Regions from separate parts of the Rattus norvegicus genome. Here region 1 is linked to region 2. The links are chromatin contacts, called in public Hi-C maps. All regions are on one chromosome and are shown on one strand. Each heading gives the region's core, a stretch centred on a gene start, on an enhancer-like site or on the middle of the called end of the contact. The rest is flanking DNA. Distances are from core to core; before and after follow the strand shown.

Region 1 (4,556 bases), core at 1,868-4,367, 36 kb after region 2:
CTGACTCTTAGTCAGTTGCTGGTGGCTTGGCTGTGTGTGACAGATGAGTATGTGACAGTTTTTCAGGAATGAATTCTTGTTGCAGGCTGGCAGAATAGAATCGTTGATATGGACTTGCATGGCAGTTTGCTCCATAATTCTGCTCCCTGTTGCTCAGCGGTAGCTGTGATTGCTAGGTCTCTTCCCTCTCTCCTGGTGTACAGTCACATCTCCAGACTGCTGCATCTGCTTGTTCCATGGCCGCACGGTGTGTTTGTGTAGTGCCCTGAGCTGTCAGCAGAACGTTTTGCTGAATTTCCTTTTTTGTTGTTGTGCTGCAGCCTTCTGCTCCGTGGCCTTTCTCAGTTGTGTGAAGTCAGTTACTTTTTTGGCTGTTCGTTTCCAGAGAGGGAGCAGTTACTGTATAGAGAAGCTTGGAACAGGAGCGAGACACACAGAGATTAAAGTGAGTGGTTAGACAGTCGATCAGATGAGTGAGATTCCGTGGCTGATGGGCAGTTCAGCCCTAATGAACTCCTCCCTCTGTTTCACACACCTCTGTGTCTAATCTCAGAAGGCGCTTCAGTCCCTGTGAAGAGGGAGTTTGACCCCCATACCATACTTACTTCTACTATGAGCCAAGGATCTTAGTACCTACCATACTAGCTGTACCCAAAGTAGGGAAGGAAAATGGGATAAGCCTTGTATGAAAGCCAGCTGTGGACTGGGGCTGTCAGGGAGTCAGCGGAACGCCTGCTTGGTAAGCATGAAGCTGGGGGGGGGGGGTGTCAGTCTCCAGCACCACATAAACCAGACGTGGTGGCACGTGCTTGTAATCCTGGATTCTGGGAGGCAGAGGTAGATTAGGAGTTCGAGACCATCTGCCACTATCTCCCCATTGTGAGGTTGAGCGCTCTTTGCCCTACCGAGCTTGTTTTGTAGTTGTTGGAGAACTCAGGTCCTCATGCTCTGTCTCCAGCCCTGAGTCAGGGCATTGTCATGCATACCTGTAATGTATCTTGACTGTATTCCCTTCCATACATGCGTGTAAAGTGTCTTGATCATATTCCCTTCCCTTTCCCCTTTCTTATTTCTTTCACACTTGATTGATTGCCTCCCTATTTTTTTTTTAAATTTATTTATTTTATGTATGTGAGTACACTATCACTCTCTTCAGACACACCAGAAGAGGGCATCAGATCTCATTACAGATGGTTGTGAGCCACCATGTGGTTGCTGGGAATTGAACTCAGGACCTCTGGAAGAGTAGTCGGGTGCTCTTTTTTTTTTTTTTTTTCGGAGCTGGGGACCGAACCCAGGACCTTGTGCTTCCTAGGCAAGCGCTCTACCACTGAGCTAAATCCCCAACCCCTTAGTCGGGTGCTCTTAACCACTGAGCCATCTCTCCAGCCCTGCCTCCCTATTTCTAGTTAGTCCTTCTACTACTTTAATGTCTTAAACGTTTATTTTCCCCTGGCATGATGGTACACATACCTTTAATTCCAGCACTCAGAAGGCAGAGGCAGGAGAATCTGAGTTCCAGCCCAGCCTGGTATGCATAGTGAGTCCCAGGCCAGCCAAGACTATGTAGAGAGAGACCTTGTCTCCAAAAATACTTTTGTAAACATTTATTTGGGTGGGTGGGGGTGTGTGCGCGTGTCATGGCACACGTGGGAGTGTGTGAGGCTTCAGCCGCCAGTGCAGATAGTAGTTGTGGGGCTCCAGCCCCTGCTGGTGTGAGACCCAAACGAGCACAGACAGGTCATTCCTGGAAATTAGCATTCCATACCACTTCCTGCCTCCACTGGCTCGTGCCCTCTTTCTTTTTTTTTTTTTTTTTTTTTTTCTTTTTTTGGTTCTTTTTTTTGGAGCTGGGGACTCGTGCCCTCTTTCTAAAACAGTGTTCTGAGCATGGATGGGGTTCTTGTGTAATTTAATGTTTAATTGATGGTGACAGCTGAAAGGAATCTGGTCTCCACAAACGTTAGGAAAAAGACTCTTCTGTTGATGAGGGAAACTATTCATTATATATTTATTTAATTAAGGCTAACTTAGGAACTTAGGGCCCGGTGTGGCTGCATATAACTTTACTCCAGTCACTCAGGACAGAGGCAGATGGATCTCTGAGAGTTCAGGCCAGCCATGAGTTCCATAGCGAAACCCTGGCTCAAAACCAAAACAGACAAAAAGGTGCTGATTTAGGTGATGGGCAGCTTTAAGCATTTCACACCATACCATTTTGTCAATATAAATATTATTGGAAATTAACGTTAGACTAGAAATGTAAACTTTCTGTTTGTAACTGAAAATCATTAGTGACAATATTCTACATCTTTTGATGTACAAGTGACTTTGTGAAAAGGAACTGGGACAAAATAGAGATACAAGAAATACTCTATGATTAAATCTTTTTTTCAATTAAAAAATAAAAAAAATAAAAGGAATGAGAGAACTAAATGTTTTTTCCAGAGCTGAGAATACGAGTCTTGGTTCCATATAGCATCTCCTGAGAATCTTTTTTTTTTTTTTACAGTTAAACTAACCAAACAGACTAAAATTTTATTCCCAATTTCCAGTCATCATTAGATTAAGAATTAGGATCCAGGTTTCTAACTCACAATATAAATGCATTATCTTTTGGGAAACCAGGTGGATCCTGCTCTCCTGAAAATGAGCCTAATTTTGGTGACTTATTGGGGGAAATTTCTAGAAGGAGATAATCCCCCAATCTTGATTTTAAGAGCAAAGCAGTGACTCAGGCTCAAAGAGTAATAAGGTAAGGATGAGAGGTGGGCTCGCCTCCAAAGAATAGGAGAACGTGGGGAATTAGCAAGTATGAATGGCTCCTGGTCATACAGTGTGCACACGGAGTATACTACTACAATTTAGAAATCCTGTTTCCTAGGTGTCTGAGGGCCGAATTAAAACAGGAAGCTTCTTTATGTTGACTGCATTTAGGCCAAAGGACATTCCTTTATCAAGTTGGAGATTTCTCTTGGTCTTAGATCCTAAGTTCTCTTGCTTGGTTTTCATAAACGTGCTTTCTCTGTCCACCGCGGAACGTTTCTATCCTGCCGTCTCTGTTGGACATTGTTTCAGTCACCCAGCCTGATTTGTCAGTAATGCCTTGTGTTTGGAAAGAGTGACTAAATTTGTCAGCTCAGCCCCACCCTGTGTGTGCAGGAAGTGGGGGGTGTGCCTTAGCCTTTGAGGAAGTTTTCTTCCTTGTCCTCACCTCACAGTATGGAGACTGCTGTATTCAACAGTTGTGCTTTTTGAGAGAAAGGGAGAAGTCGGTGTGTGTGTGCGTGCGTGTGCGCCATGCACACAGTCTCACAGTTATACACAGGTGTGAATCCTCATGTGGGTGCTGGGTGTCAAACTCAGGTCCTTTGGAAGAGCAGCAAATGCTCTCAACCACAAAGCCACCTCTCCTGCCCCCTGTTGCACTTTTGCACTTTAAATATCTTACTGTCCAGTCTGGACTGTGCTGGTGACTGTGTTGCTTGAAGTCAGGTGGCTTTTCAGTGGACATTGGTTTCTGGAGGGAAGTGGGTATGGAGACAGGGTCTTAGGTAGCCAAGGATGACCTTGGATTCTTACCTCTGCCTTCTGCATTATAGGCCTGTGTCTGAACTCAGCTACTAAAACATTAAATCTGATGAAATGCACAATTTTAAGCAAAGCCTTTTGCAAGAGGAAACTACAAAGTGAACTGGTTTGCCCCTTTCAAAGCTCTGTTAACTGGGCAGTGAGGAAAGCTGAAGTGAAAGCAGAAGCTGTAGTTACCCAGACCCAGTGTCCCCACATGTCCCGTCCCCTTCTGCTGTTTAGAGAGGAACTGCCTTGAGAAACCTTTCCCTGCAATGCTTACGGCCGTGGCTCCCGCACACTTGCCTTCTGAATGTGACACAGAGATCTGCAGCCGTTATCAGGGTAGCATTGCTTGTTCATTATCAACAGCTCAAAGTGACTATCAGTGCTGCTACGGGCAATGAACAGGACTGCAGAGTGTGGCGTAGGGACCTGCTGCTGCTGCTGCTGCTGCTTCTCACATGCAACATTCCTCCACCCTAACCTCACCACCTCACCAGTCACCCCATAACTACCCCATGGTGTTGGCACCAGGATTGTGGAAGTTCAGAAATCAAAAGTTGGGCTTTTCCCTGAGCCAATGTGGCATGTAAACACTCCCTGTAAACTGTAGTGTGCACACTTGAAGCTCCTCATCTGAGGGCTCTGAAAGACCCTGTCCTCCAGCCTCACATCAACATGTGAATCCCATCATGGCATCGGCATCCAGACTGCCTTGTGTGGATGCCAGGAACTGAATTTAGATCCCAGTACAAGAACAGTGCATACTCTTAACCTCTGGCCATCTTTCTAGCCCAGTTTTGTACTCGTTTGATCCTATCCTCTCCCAGTACCTTCTCGTATTTTAGGAGGAATTCCTCCCTCAGCTTGCCTGACAACTGCTCATCCACAGCTGGGAGACTCATGATTTATCTAAAGAGAGTGCATTCTGCTATAGAGCTGCGCTAGTTATAAAGACAAATTGAAATTTACTTCTGTAACTT
Region 2 (4,352 bases), core at 1,754-4,253:
CTGGCCTAGAACTCAGAGACCCTCCTGCCTCTGCCTCCTGATTCTGGGATTAGAGGCCTGCACCACCAGGACAACCTTAAATTTCTAATCCTTTTATTTTCCCCTCCTGAGCACTTGGATCACAGAGGCACCACCACATCTGTAGGCTTAGATTTTTTAAAACCTATTTTTTTTTTTTCCGGAGCTGGGGACTGAACCCAGGGCCTTGCGCTTCCTAGGCAAGCGCTCTACCACTGAGCTAAATCCCCAACCCCAGTTTTTAAACTTTTATTTGGTGTGTGTGTGTGTGTGTGTGTGTGTGTGTGTGTGTGTGTGCGCGCACGTGTGTGCATGTATACACATGTGTAATGGCGTAAACACGCCAAGGCCTATGCACGAATGTTGATTCTCTCTTTCCACCAGGAGGGAACTGGGGAGTAAAGTTCAGTTATCAGGCTCAGCAGCAAGCACTTTTACCCGTTGAACCGTCTCCGTAGTTTCTACTGGATGGGTGAATCCTTTAACGAATAAATGGCCGCTGGGAGCTTTGCCCACCCATTCATCCCACCATTAATTCAACAAGCCCTCACAACTGCCCTCAGTGGTTTTTACGTTCAACCGTTTCATTTTATGTGCATGTTTGCTTCAACCTATACATGTGTACCATGTATATGCAGTGCCCTTAGAGGTCAGAAGAGGGTGTCATAGTCCCAGGAACCGGGGTTACCAGGCAGTTGTGACCTACTTTGTGAGGTGCCAGAAATCGAACCTGGAACGTTTGTAAGAGAGGGAAGTGCTCTTAATCACCGGGGCCATGTCTTAGCCCCTGGTGTCCACGTTTTAGAGAACGAGTCAGTGAGGCATAGAGAGACTGAAAGTGTTTGGAGTTCTGTTTCCATCTTAGGTCGGTCTGATCCCAGAGTCACTGTCATTTACACAGCTGCCCTCCTTCACTTAACAGTCACGCCGGGATTTAAACAGTCACTCGTCAGACTGAGTGTCCCAATTCAAGCCCAGAAGACTCCAATCCAGTGGTCACCGGGGTCCTGTTGACTCTGCTTACACGACAGTATCTGCCTTTTTGAAGTCTTAAGCTTCAGGGAGGGGGAAAGACTTGGAAATACACACCAAAGCAGTCTTTGATGGTGAGAGCTCAGTTCCAACGGTGGACAGACCTGATCAAAGACCTGGAAATGCCCAGTGTGCTGGTAAACGCCTTTAATCCCAGCACTGGGGAGGCGGAGGCAGGAGGATTCCTGGGAGTTTCAGGCCAGCTTGGCCTACAGAGGGCCCCAGTGAGATCTTCATTTGGCTTCTGTTTGGGTAATTCACCTGCTGGTCATCTCTTTTCTCTTGATTTCTAGAATGCTAGGAACACGTGGACCATATCTCGGGTGGTACTTTTCCACAAGAATATTGGTCTAGCTGGTGGGTAGCCGGAGACTCAAGTTCACAGTGACCAGAGTGAAAGAAACAGTTACCCAGCATCCTTAGGACCATCCTAGCCTGCTAACCGGATGAGAAAAACCTATTTTCAGGTGACAAGATGTCACAGAGTAAGAAATACAGGAACAGATGCTAAGTGGGGTAGGTTTGAGTTCTGTGGTCATTTCCAATTGTGGGGAAATTTTATCATGTACTCAGGGTGTTGTGTGTGTGTGTGTGTGTGTGTGTGTGTGTGTGTGTGTGTGTGTGTGTGTGTGTGTGTGCATGTTGCGTGTGAGGGTGCAGGCCAGTGTGCATGCTGTAGGTGAGGGTTTAACCTGTGCCAGCCAGAGAATCACCTCAGGTACTGTTCTTCAGGCAACTTCTACCTTGGCTTTTTTTTTTGGTTCTTTTTTTCGGAGCTGGGGACCGAATCCAGGGCCTTGCGCTTCCTAGGCAAGCGCTCTACCACTGAGCTAAATCCCCAACCCCTCTACCTTGGCTTTTGTAACAGGCTCTCTCATTGGCCTGGACTGCAGGAGCAGACTAGGCTGGCTGGGCCTGTGAGCTCTAGAGCTCTTCCTGTCTCTGCCTCCCCAGCTCTAGTATTACAGTCGGCCTGTTTTGTTTCGAATCTGAGTTCTCCAACTCAGGTCCTCATGCTTTCAAAGTAGTACTTTACTGACTGAGCCGTGTCGTGTCGTGTCCCCCACCTGACTCCCTCACACCGTGCACCCTTTCTAAAAGTAAGTTTAGTAGTACAGTGCCAAGAGCGCGGCAGACGTGTCCGTAACAGAGCCTGCCTAAGATCTATTCTTCCGTAAGAGGCTAATACCTGCTCTATAGAGATGGCTCTGGTATATTAAAGGTGCTAAACTGGATTTGTCACATTGTCACTCAGCTACAGCATTTTGCATTCAATAAGCCACTTGGGCGTGTATTCTCATACTTCTCACCTTCATGGACTGGGAGATCTACTGCACCTACTTTATTTTGTAGAACAAAGTGAGAACTAGGTAGGCAGAAGTGGTTTGAAGTTGCAGAGCAAAGTGACAGGTGTTTGGCTCACCCGACAGTGGCCTCTCAGAATTAGTTCCCAAACTCAGGATGCAAGCTTCACTCAAAGACCTATCAGTCGGGGTGAGCTGAAGCCTATGACTCACTCTCCCCCACCCGACTTTCGGTTCTGCTTAGGACACAGCGTGAAGGGACAGAACTATCTACAACTTGAGGGGTGTCCACATAAAGTTCATAGGCTCGGCCTGTTCCTTACATAAAAAATACTGGATGCCTGGATTCTAATAAAAATAATTTGTCTTTCAACACATGTTAGACGAGGTCTTTCATTTACTAAGCTGATTATTTTTGTACTCTAACTTGGGCGTCGATTTACCTTTATTCCCATCTCCACTTCACTTGGTTTGCCCTCGCCTCTGTTTACTCCGATTGCGGAAGTCGCTCGGGTGGAGTTCCCGGGACACTACCTTTGAATACGTCTTTTGCGTACTTATTTAATTGGCATTGGATTCAGACCAATGGGATAGGTGGAAGACCAGGGCCGGTGGGACAGGGAGCCAATCAGAACGGTTGGCGGGGTGTGGCTGCGTCCCGGGGCGGGGAAATCGTGTAATGGCGGACTCAGGCCGGTGGAGTGCGGTTGGGGGCGTAGCGCGCTGAGGGGGGCGTCCGGCTGTGTAGCAGCCCGCAAAGCGGTGGGCTGGAGCGTACTCCGTGGGGACAGGGACCGGCTGCCCAGCCCTTCATGTCGTTGAGGGCGACTGCGCGAAGTCAGGTGAGCAACAAGTCCCCCTGGGCGCGCCCCGCTTGAGACGCGAGCGCCTGCCCGGCCGCCCCTGCAGGGTCCCAGGGCGTCCTGTGTCTGCTCTGACTGCCGCTCTTAGGGGCAATCGGGCTGTCAGCTCTGTGGCGACACCTCGGGGGTGATGGTGACCCAGACTGCCCTTTGGAGACTAGGGAGGGTCGGCGAAAGTGTGACGACCTGTGGCCCTGCCACCAACCCACTGTGTGCTCTTGAGCAAATCACTTCCGTCTTTGGGCCTCAGTTTACCATTTGTAAAAAAAGACTTCACCGAAGGATGTGAAGGATGTGAATTGGGTCCCAGCAGCTCCCCGAGCTCTTGGACAAGTTCTTCTCCAGGCTGAGCCTCAGTTTCCATATTTGGACCATAAAGTAATTGAAGAGCTTTTCGAGGACCCTGGCTGCTAAGCTGGGAGTAGGACACTATATAATGTGTGAGCGTGTGCACGTGTGCCCAGAATGGGCCCTAAAGAGAGAGGAGCCTTGGTTTATGGGCCACTTGTACCAAAGCCTGGGTGCTAACCAGAACGTGAGGGGGTAGGGCCAAGTCCTTTGGTCCTTTGAGATGAGAAAATTTTATACAGCCGTTCATAGATTCAGAGATGATGAGGAAATTCTTGGAGCCTTTGGGATAACTCTTGGCATTTTTAAGTCCAGCCCTGAAGAGGAAGAAAGCCAAGGGAAATGTTAATGGTTGTCCTACTATGTGCCAAACCTTAGGTATACAGCTGTCCTTGTAAGTTTGCAGGTGAGGAAGCCCAGTCTTTTTCAGGGAAGTAACTTTGCTCAGGGTGACACAGTACTGTGTGGCGCTTACTAACGTGAGGGTGTTTCCTCTGGGAAGCACCGGGGCAGGGATAAGTCACTGTTCTCTTAATAAAAGTTTGCTTTGTCATAAATGGAGGGAGGGGTCTAGCCCAGAGATCTTTGGTGTGGAGACAGGCCAGGTCTTGAGCTCAGGATTATTGATTATAAGTCCATCTCCTTTTCTCGCTCTGTGACTTAGAAAGGGCCATTTCTAAGTGTTAAAAGTCACTTTGAAGTGTGTCAGAGCAGCAGAGGATTCAGTTTGAGTCCCGGCCAGGTGTCCTGCTGAAGAAAGGTCAGCAATTTGAGTTTTGGCTCAGGG

Evidence for each region. Hi-C and Micro-C count contacts between places; a contact is called where the count stands out from the background.
Region 1: a contact with region 2 is called in a Hi-C map of liver, with 2.3 times the contacts expected there. The contact joins the enhancer-like site here to the promoter of Wasf2 in region 2. A contact is called at or near these places in 4 of 12 Hi-C or Micro-C datasets (Schwann cells, kidney, liver and 1 more).

The regions. Positions count from the first base shown.
Region 1 is chr5:150,653,129-150,657,684 of GRCr8, forward strand. The region is part of intron 1 of Wasf2 (WASP family member 2); the gene reads left to right. Among named protein-coding and RNA genes, the nearest start is that of Wasf2, 35 kb to the left of the region's middle. Within about 2 kb of position 3,118, at least 38 of the 93 cell types and tissues checked have an H3K27ac peak or open chromatin away from gene starts, as enhancers often do. A contact at or near this core is called in liver, where this site is marked.
Region 2 is chr5:150,617,730-150,622,081 of GRCr8, forward strand. It overlaps Wasf2 (WASP family member 2), which reads left to right and starts at 3,004. Exons shown (of 9, transcript NM_001394051.1): 1 at 3,004-3,196.